2 separate regions of the Gasterosteus aculeatus genome follow, and region 2 is linked to region 1. The links are chromatin contacts, called in public Hi-C maps. All regions are on one chromosome and are shown on one strand. The core of a region is the stretch at or near the end of the contact, and the rest is flanking DNA. Distances in the headings are between cores, read along the strand shown. Region 1 holds the start of usp38 (ubiquitin specific peptidase 38). Region 2 holds the start of smad1 (SMAD family member 1).

Region 1 (5,381 bases), core at 2,111-4,610:
CTACCCTCTCTTCTCTGTCTCCAATCAGGCAGACGGCACGGAGTGAAGGCACCCATCTCTTGAACTCATTCATCCAGTTGTAGAGGGTGGACTTGGGCACCAGCACCATGTGGGGACCAGGGATGTTCCTGTAGTGCTTCATATAACCCAGCAGGGAAATGGTCTGCAGAGTCTTCCCCAAACCCTAAGAAGCAGCAGCAGCAGCAGCAGCAGAGCGCGCAGGTTAAACATAGATATTCATCACTCCATTTGAAGTGTCGAGGTGAACAGTTTGGACTGTGAGAAAGTACTGACCATCTCATCAGCAAGGATGCCGTTGATGCCGTTCTCATACAATGAGATGAGCCAGTTCAGTCCACGGACCTGATAGTCTCGCATTTTTCCAGATTTGACATCTAAACGAGACAATAAAATGTGTCATCAATACTTCTATATAGAAGATACATTTGCAACGCTCCTCACTTTAAACCAAATATTAATTCAGGCATTGGCTTACAGGACGGGGAGTTATCGAAGCGAGTGCAAACGTTAGTGGTCTTGGTGCTCTCGCTCAGAAGCTCTTCATCCTCCTCTTGTTCTGTGCGCCGATGCCGGTTGCTGTTAAAGCACAGAAAATAAGCAATGACTCATGGATCGCAATGGGAGTGACCTGCCTCAAGTGAAACAAATACGTGCGCACGCGTACTCACTCTCCGACAGACAGCAGGTTCTGCTTCTCATCGTTCTTGACCCGAGGGCGTCCCGGCTTCATCTTCAAAGGGGAGGTGGGGGTCTTCTGTGCCGCCGGTTGGATGAAATGCGCAAACAGCTCCGTTTGCTTCAACAGGTACTCAAATCTGTTGGTCCGGTCAGTAAGCTGGATACACAGGAAGACATTCTTGTTAACATATCCAACAACAGTGGTGAGCCGGGTAGTAAAGAGGTAAACAGTAAAAAGGTTCCTTACCACTTTCTCCTCATAACCCGGAGCAAAATCCTTTGTGGACGACGAAGCATCTTGTCCATCGGCCCCTGCTTCCGAAGAGGACTCCTTTCCAGTCTCTGAAGAATCGGACTTCTCCTGAGAAGGAAAACGGTAAACATTCTGGTTTACTGGAAATCCTCCAAACAACAACAACAGACAGAAACAGATAAGACAAACTGTACACCACTCCTTCCCCTGTGGTCTGTGAAGAAGGACTACTTCAAGGTCTTTGGTTCTCGCTGTTTTTGCCATTGCTCAGAGGGTCCGAGCCTGGACTGAGGGTCTCGCACAAATAGCTCAACCTGGTGAACTGTGCGGCCTTTCAATGAGGCACATTTCAGTTCACTTTCGGTGCTGCGAAACACCCCTATTTGCCAAGACGAGATCCTTTTACCAATCAAATTTTGAAGAGCAACTTTTTGTGTCTAATGTATTATGGTTCCTTATTTGTCCAAACATTTCTCCCAATAGATACTGCGTATACTATTACTGCTAAACATCCCCATGCTCGAAAACACTTATTGTAAGTCGCTTTGGATAAAAGCGTCAGCTAAATGAATGTAAATATAAGGTTTAGCGCCCCTGGCTGTTATTTATAGTGTATTTAAGCATGATAGGTGTTCATAATGTACTGTGGAACTCAACGTATTTAAACAATGCGTCAGCTCCAGTACTCTTGATTGCTGAGAGACGCAGTTTACTTGTGCATGGTTAACACGGTTTGTGACTAGACTTCCATCAACACAGCTGAGCGGAAGGCAGCGTGCGGGCTTACAGCATCCCATCGGTTACAAAAGGCTTTGCTGTCCTGCTGAAAACAAAGACGCGGTCAGAACAGCCGAGCGGGAGGCTGCTCGTTCTCGATCAACTTAAAAAAAAAAAAGCAGCTCGCTGTGTGAATCTGAACTGGGAGTAAATCTTAACGTCATAATCGACGGGTTGCTAGCGGGGCTGTGCTAGTAGCGAGAGCGTTTTTGTGAACCCGTCTGGCCTTGTTGCTGCTCGGCTGCTGTAACGTTAGCTTCACGTCCCGGGTGAATGGGACCGAGCTGTTGTTGTCGCGAGCTAACCGCAGCGGCGCGCGGCTAGCAAAGGCCAGTTAGCTTTAGCTCAAGCAGTCGGCGGTACGGTTGACTAACGAGTCAAAGTCATAACAGCCTTATTTGAATAACAAACGGGCAAAGACACGCTTTGGTTTCAGAGCTGTGGTGCCTTGATTGTGAAAGAACTTGCGCTTTGCTGAGAGAAGACAATAACGTGATCGTTGCCCGTTCTAAAATCATCTTACCTCCGCTCCTACGGCTTCTTCAACTTCAGGCTGCTCTTCCCGCTGCTCGACGCAGCTTAGGATTTCAGACATATTGGTCGAATTTCCACTTCGATTATGGAGTATCCTATTTTGTGCCTTAAACGAGACGTTGACAATTCCGCTAACTTCTTCGCCGTTAGAGAGAACTATTCTGTTGTTTATATGAAAGACGCACCGGTTGGTCGCAGCGCCAGCACGTTCCCGCTAGCAAGATTTTAGTCTGGCACCCGCGTTCACGCAGCGCTCGCGGCTTCTGCGCTATCGCGAGATTTGGTTTTGATTCAATTTTATTTCCGGAAACATAAACAAAACATAAACACCAACAAAACTAAATACACCAAAGTATATATATATATATATATATATATATTGTGGAAATGTTTGAAAAAAAAACAATACAGTGTCACTCTGTGCTGTGTTGCATTTAGTGGCAGTTGTCTTTTGTTTTGGCTCAGATGATTTCTCGTCCTGTGTTTTTCCGTTTACCGTTTGCTTAACAGTGAAACATATTAGTGAAATATATATAATACATCAAAAATAAATGTATTATCCTCGATTCACACTCAATGGGGGGACTCAATTTTTGTACCTTCATGAAAACATCAAACTAATTGTTTTGAAGCAGGATCTTATGTGCTTGACTACATAAATACTTTTTCAAATACAGGCCTACTTACTCACTTACCGTACATTTGTCCTATTTTCGAGTTCTAAATAATGTCTCATACTGTTGTACTGTGTTTATTGCTATGTATTAATTACCAAGGCCACATCCTCGTAGTTGCCAATAAACCCTTTCTAAATTGTGACTGTTAGGCTTTTAAGAAAAAGGCCGTAATGATGTTAGCTTACATGGAAGATAACAACAATAAATGTTGCAGCATTCATTTAAAATGCAAGTAATTTTTTTCCACTTCATCCAAGTTCGTCTTTCAAAGTGGAGGTGGCTGTTTGACGGCAGCATGTCAACTGTTCAATGGGGTTACATATCATATAATAATATAATATCACAAGAAATGTGCAAATCATGTTTACGGGGAACCACTTTGTGATTGTTGCTATCAAAATTCACCGACTTTTTTACAGGCAGTGTTAAGACAAAAATGACTTCACACAGGGGTCCTGCTAACGTCTCTGTCCACGGGAATGACGTCGATGGAAGGGTAATCAGCTGATTCTAAGCGATCAAATGAAGCAAAATAATATAGTTTCATCAGTCAAGAGTCGGTTAACAGCCACCGACAACTGAAGATATTTGGTTCGGACATTGTTGACATGCTTTATCTGGGTAAGCGTAGATGGTTACGATTCTGTATCGCGAAAATACACGACCGTATTTATGCTAAGTCAGAGGAACCTAACGTTACCCAGCGAACGTGTAGGCCTGTTGGGTTGCTTTGTTCGTTTTTCTGTGTTGTTGTCGAAGGATTTTAGAAAATAACTGTTGCGTACGAGCGGCAGAACGAACCCTAGTAGTTTACCTGTAACTATCAGAGCCGCATTTGAGCTGCCGGGCGCCAAGAAACGACCGTTGTCGTTACAGCTAGCGTTAGCAAGCTAGCCGCCTGTAGCCGCAGGAGGAGCACCAACAGCCCGCTGTCGCTGCGCTCCCGACGCGGCGAGAAAACACCAGATGTGAAGTTATTTTATGTTGCTTCAACGTTTAATGGCTTCTGTGTTACGTCGGGTAGCTAAAGGCTTATGTAATGCGAACGTAACAAAATAAAGGTAAAATACAGAAAAAAATATGATCAATAATTTGGATATTGATTACATAGAAATGACTAATATTTATATATTTTTTTCCTTTTCAAAGTTGTTGTAATTAGATGTCAAAACAAAAGAAATCTACAACAAGCTCTAAGATCATTTGATTGTCAAATGTAAAGTGTACAAGCATCCCAGTAAAGTGTACAAGCTCTTGTTTCAGTTGCGACATACAGCCTGTGCCCTCAATGAATGCGGGCATGCGTGGACTAGACCGCTAGAAAGGACCCCATGCGTTTATTGCCTTTTTGTCACAACAGACATAATAATACCAATCCATAATCGCTGTAAGTTAGCCTCCATTCACAACACCAGGACTCTCAAACTGAAGCAGCCAGACGGAACTCAGCCATTGTTCATTTTTGTTTTTTTCTACATCTGTCCTTTTATGCAGGGTCATATGAAAATATTCCCTGTGAAAGAAAGCCCATCTTGGATTGGACAGGACTCTTCTGGTATGTAAAGTCAGAAGAACAATAGTCCTTAAACTGCGATATTACATTTGTATGCGTCACCTAATTATTTCCTCATTTGCCTTCTGCAGATTGTCACCATGGACAAGATTTTGGAGGGCCTTGTGAGCTCGGATCACTCTGTTCCGGTGAAGCGGGCCATTGTGAAGAAGGTAGTGGAAGCAGCGGAGAAAGAAGTGACGGAGGAGCAGTGTCAGGCATTGTTTACCCTTACCACCCGCCTCATCTTGCTTGGTGAAGATGCGTTTCAGAAGCAGATCGGCTTCCAGGTTTTGGAAGCCTACGCCCGTTACCACCGGCCAGATTTCGAGCGCTTCTTCAGTAAAGACTTTGTCCTTGGCCTCCTCCAGCAGGGCTACGGCCAGCTGGACCGCAAAGACCCGGCCACAATAGACTACATTCACTGCTGCCTGCGGCTGCTCATCAGCTGCCCCTCTGTGCTTGAGATCTTCAGCGTGATTCAGGTGGAGGTTTTAAGGATGGTGTGTGAACGCCCAGAGCCAGCTCTTTGTGCCCACCTGAGCACCGTGCTGTCAGACTTTGTGCAGTGCATCCCAAGGGACAAGTCGGGTGTTTTGTTCTGTCAGCAGCTAGTGAGGACCATCAGCTACTTCCACTGCTTTGCCAGCCAAGAACGGGAGCTGAGAGAGTATGTAGGTCAGGTGACGAAGGTCAGCACACTGCTGCAGAACATCTGGAAGGCTGATCCAGCTACACTGCTTCCCTCACTGCAGGAAGTGTTCTCAATTATCTCTTCCACAGGTAAGACTTCTTCTGTCCATCCTCTTTCTTCCTTCCAAAATCTTTTTATAATACAAAAACAACAAACTGTTGTCTGGAGAGTAGGTTTAGGAACACTTGGAAGTAG
Region 2 (5,381 bases), core at 1,518-4,017, 140 kb before region 1:
AGGAATGTTGCTAACCTATATTTACACCCTGTTGTTGAGTAGTTTTGTGCTCTGTTAGATGGATAGATAGGTAGGTAGGTAGATAGAAAGGTAGGTGGATAGATAGATAGATTGGTAGGTAGGTAGATAGGAAGATATATCGATAGGTAGGTAGGAAGATATATAGATAGGTAAGTAGGTAGGTAGGTGGATAGGTAGGTAGATAGACTGGTAGGTAGGTACGTAGATAGATAGATAGATAGATAGATAGATAGATAGATAGATAGATAGATAGATAGATAGATAGATAGATAGATAGATAGATGGATTCGATGGATGGATGGATTGGTAGGTAGGTAGGTATAGATTGGTAGGTAGGTAGGTAGATAGATTGGTAGGTAGGTAGATAGATAGATAGATAGATAGATAGATAGATAGATAGATAGATAGATAGATAGATTGGTAGGTAGGTAGATAGATTGGTAGGTAGATATATAGATAGGTAGGTAGGTACGTTGATAGATAGATAGGTAGGTAGGTACGTTGATAGATAGATAGGTAGATGGATTGGTAGGTAGGTAGGTAGATAGATTGGTAGGTAGGTAGATAGATAGATAGATAGATAGATAGATAGATAGATAGATAGATAGATAGATAGATAGATAGATAGATAGATTGGTAGGTAGGTAGATAGATTGGTAGGTAGATATATAGATAGGTAGGTAGGTACGTTGATAGATAGATAGGTAGGTAGGTACGTTGATAGATAGATAGGTAGATGGATTGGTAGGTAGGTAGGTAGATAGATTGGTAGGTAGGTAGATAGATAGATAGATAGATAGATAGATAGATAGATAGATAGATAGATAGATAGATAGATAGATAGATAGATAGATAGATAGATAGATAGATAGATAGATAGATAGATTGGTAGGTAGGTAGATAGATTGGTAGGTAGATATATAGATAGGTAGGTAGGTACGTTGATAGATAGATAGATAGATTGGTAGGTAGGTAGATGGATTGGTAGGTAGGTAGATAGATTGGTAGGTAGATATATAGATAGGTAGGTAGGTACGTTGATAGATAGATAGGTAGGTAGGTACGTTGATAGATAGATAGGTAGATGGATTGGTAGGTAGGTAGATGGATAGTAATAAAACCTTTCTTACAATCCTGTCTGCATTGCCATTTACTGAAGAGGAACCCCATACCCCCTAACCATGTCATTTCAATCCTGTACGAAAACCATTTGTTTAATTTTAAAACTGAATGTAAAGCTGCATACGCTGAAAATGGAGGAAAGATTAAAACAAATAAATACAAAACAACTGTTTGAAGTAAATCATGGACAAGGACAAATTCCTGTCCTTTGGGTAATCTGATATGTCATCTTCAATAATGTCAGGAGATCGAGCTTTAGCTGCTGTGGGTCTCGCTCTCTCTCTCTCTCCCTCCTCTTTCGCTGTCTCACATGTACACAAATTATTAAACATATTGACAACTAAAACCAGAAACATGCTGTGCAGCACACTGGTGCATCAGTTGGATACGCCTCAGTATCAGTCAAACAACAGTAAAATGATGATAACTTTTATTAAAATTCACAATGCAAAGGCATGGCATGTGTGCTTTCCTCTTCATCACACTGGTTTAGTGACATCAACGCATGATTACTTAACAAGTGTATGATGCAAAAAGACCACATATGAAGCCACAGGCTTACTGCCACACCGCTTTATAGTAAGAAGCTGAATGGTTAATCGCTCAGTCCTTTAAGAAATATTTCAAGGACAACTAACATAATAACATTTGTCAGAAGGCAAAATATTCTCTGAAAATATGAGAATTTGCAGTTTATCTTGGCAGGATATCAACGTAAAATGAAAATCTTGACTGGATCTTGACAATTTGAAGTGATTTCACGGGGCATCAGGAAATTGTGATGAGAATTTCACAGAATAATCTGACATTTCATTGACCATGTGACTCATTAATAGTATGACACATCCAGTAGCTTCATGAAGCCACTGGCCCCATAGACCATGTGTTTAATCCACACTTTCATCCTTATTCCCTGCTGGATGACCATTAGTGTACCAGGACAAAGGATTGTCCCCGCATTTGTAATGTTTTAGTGTCCAGAAGCAGAACTTCTGCAATAATACCCCCACCCCTCCCTTCAAAAAAAAAAGAAAAGAAAAAATGTTTCCTGTAATATTCAGCAAGCTCGCCTGAATCAGAACATTACTACTCACGTTACTTCTGTATCAAACCACGGATGTTCTCAACACGCAACAATTAGCGGCATGAAAATGTGGCCCACTTTGCAGCCCTCGTCTGTTAATGACTTTAAGGGGGAAAAGTTTGAAGCTGCCAAATGACACACTGAAGAGTCGATTGGGATCTATTTCCCTCTACGAAGAGGAGCGCGCGCGCACCGCAGCAGGTGAAAATACACATGAAGAAACTTCTCATTTAGAAGAAAGAAAAAAAGTTTACAGTACCTTTACTTCATTTGCTGCCTTCTCTCACCCTCTCTCTTTCTCTCGCCCAGCGTCTCCCCCCGAGCTCTCTCTCTCTCTCTCTCGCTCTGTCTCTCTCTCTCTCTCTCGCTCGCTCGCTCGGGCTCGTCTTGGCTCGGCTCGGCCCTGGCGTCAGTCAGTCGCGGAGCCCTCTCACCCTCCGCTGAGCGCCAGTATCCCGCCGCGGGGAGCGCGCAGCTCCGACAACAACAAGACCTACTTTTCACACATCCAACGTCTCCATTCAACTGTGTGGAAATGCGTTACGTAACTTAACTCCGAAACAAAAGAGGAGGGGTCTGTGCCTCGCTGCATACGAAGAGCTTCTCGTCACCGGAGAGCTGCACTTTTTTGGTGAAAAAAAGCAAAGGTGGTGAAATGTTGCTCGTCTGATGCGGTTTAGAGATATTGGAAAGCAAAAAAAAGGGGGGGAGGGCTCTTCACTTCGCAGGCTCCAAGAACATTCCTGCAAAATATAGGATAGATGCATGATTTTGCTTTTCTCCCCATTTATTGCCTGCAGTTGCACAATAAGGATGACCGGTCCATGCAGAAGCATGATAGTTCATTATTTCCCTATCTGTTTCTACTTTGTCCTTGCTCACCAAACTCGGCTGGTGATCCCTAGCAGAAGTTTTAACTCTTTGGTTTATCTTTTGTGAACTTTTGAACTGCACCTTAAGTTAAGCCTGCCTCTCAGCTCCCGTCTTGCTTTATGATATACACTATTTATGTTGTCAGGAGATCTAAAGTGTACAAAAAGCACGGGTGGGGGGCATGCTTACACATGCCATCATCTCAACTTTTCACCTCAAGACAGCAATGCACACACAACCAGCCCAGTCTTGATACAGGATGCTAACACTGGCGAGTCGGAAGAGGGTTGAATTTTGCAATATCAAGAATGAAACTGTTCCATCTCATTAATATTGCATGGTAATGTGTGCAAATAGCCTTTGGGCAGGGGTGCAGCAGCAGAGGACACGGAATCAATTTGGGTACGTGTGCTAAATGAGTCCACGCATGCAAATGAGTGCATGAGAGATAATGCGTCACATTTAGAGAAACTTTTTTGATGACATCATATTTTCTCTGATCAAGGAAGAGATGAAGAAGGGAATTCCCAGTCACACAATTATTTTATATCAAAAAAAGAAAAATGCACTCTTTCATACAACGAAAAGTTCAAATGAATGAAAAGTACAATACCGTCTAAGAAAAATAATTATACTATTGATTTGATTGAATAGTAAAATACATCAGATTATCAATGTGCTCAGTCGTAACTTAATTCAAAAATATTTGACTTGTTTTTCGTTATTGCAGTTTGCGTTAATCGAGTTCAGAGTCGCCGCGGTGAGGAGGGACTAGATTATCACGGAGACAGGCGGAGGGAAACGTTCAGAGCGGAGGAGGCTTCTGGGGTCGGTGACGTCACGGCGCTGGCGACAGAATGTCTGAGTGAGGCGGGAGCGAGCGGCACGTGAATAAATCTGGGAAAACAGTGCGAGGAGGGGGGAGGGAGGGAGGGAATGATGAGAAGGAATAGAAGAAGGCTCCCCGATTTTTTTTTTCTTCTTTTAGTCCAAGAGTTCCCTGCAGACACACGCAGGCAGACACGCGCACACTCATATACACACGCGCGCACACACACACACAAACAAAAGGTTACTGTACATTCATCACACCACAGACACGCGCATGCCGGATACTTCTAAGGAAGAGGTGGTTTATTTAGACTCTTATCTATCTTCATAACATGCTATCTCATCTCAACTGTGCATTCGACTGCTGATATTGTCATAAATGTTTACTTTGATATTTGTCACCCATCTGGGTTCAAACTCAGTATTTTTGAGCAGTGGAAAAAAGTGATGAAGTACTAAGTAGCCTGAGAGCACGTTAGAGATACTTGTACATTAGGTATTTCCATGTTATGCTAATTTGACTTCCCCTTGCTATATCTAAGAGGGAACACCTATTGTTATGTTATGGACAATTTTACATACTGTACACCCATACAGATAAAGGCAGCAATTCCGCAATGTGGAAATACTCGATTATCAGAATATATATACTTTCTAATGTTTAAATAAATGATAATTAATTAATGGTTTAAGTATGTTGGATGTACATTTGTATCTATCTCAAGATCCAACTGTTTTAAAGCCAAGTGTTGTGCGTACATATATTTGCATATTTTACTTTATTTATGTACTTGTTTTTGTTGCATCAGGGCTGGCGACGCCACCCAAACAGTCCCAAACAGACAACTTGTCCCTCGTACCAATAATCGTTATGACAGACACTTTTCATTCACATTTGAGAATAAATTTAGCTCTAATAGGAAAACCCAACCTGTCTTTGATACACCACTGAATGCGGCAGCGATTGAGATGACAGTCCCCTTTGTTAAGCCATCACACAGCGGGACATCATGGAGAGGAGAAAAGGCCAACTGGGGGGGGGGGGGGGGGGGGGGGGGGTCAGCCTCCTTCCTATCTCACGTTGTGGTACATGTCACCCTGAGGTAACCCACAGCTGAAAGAGACACAGTGAGCAGCCTATGAATCCAAACCAAACGGCAAGACACAGGAGACGTAATGAGTCTCAGGCTGCGACCGAATTTAAAGATGACACGAGTAGCGACAGTAACAGTCATTTCTGACTATACCTCGGTAAGTAATGCTTTTATTTTGGTCAGATGATCCTCACTTACTGACTGTAACATCAGTGGGAATGTTAACAATTAACCAGGGTGTTAGTTAAACAGTTAGAAGAAACGTTCAAAACCAAAAAAGTGAGGAACATTGAGGAGGTGTAGCTTTTCACATATTTTAGAGAGAGAGAAGGCCGACATCTCTACGACCGATATTT

The links. A called contact is a pair of places that touch in the nucleus more often than the background predicts.
Region 2: a contact with region 1 is called in a Hi-C map of skeletal muscle, with 2.6 times the contacts expected there. The contact joins the promoter of smad1 here to the promoter of usp38 in region 1. A contact is called at or near these places in 3 of 6 Hi-C or Micro-C datasets (skeletal muscle and whole body).

What each region holds. Positions count from the first base shown.
Region 1 is chr9:16,548,474-16,553,854 of fGasAcu3.hap1.1, reverse strand. usp38 (ubiquitin specific peptidase 38) reads left to right here and starts at 3,360. Exons shown (of 12, transcript XM_040186058.2): 1 at 3,360-3,561; 2 at 4,435-4,495; 3 at 4,585-5,275. The coding sequence starts at 4,594. smarca5 (SNF2 related chromatin remodeling ATPase 5) reads right to left here and starts at 3,398. Exons shown (of 24, transcript XM_040186060.2): 1 at 2,253-3,398; 2 at 947-1,060; 3 at 690-856; 4 at 497-597; 5 at 295-395; 6 at 5-184. The coding sequence starts at 2,324.
Region 2 is chr9:16,690,939-16,696,319 of fGasAcu3.hap1.1, reverse strand. smad1 (SMAD family member 1) reads right to left here and starts at 2,767. Exons shown (of 7, transcript XM_040187246.2): 1 at 2,487-2,767.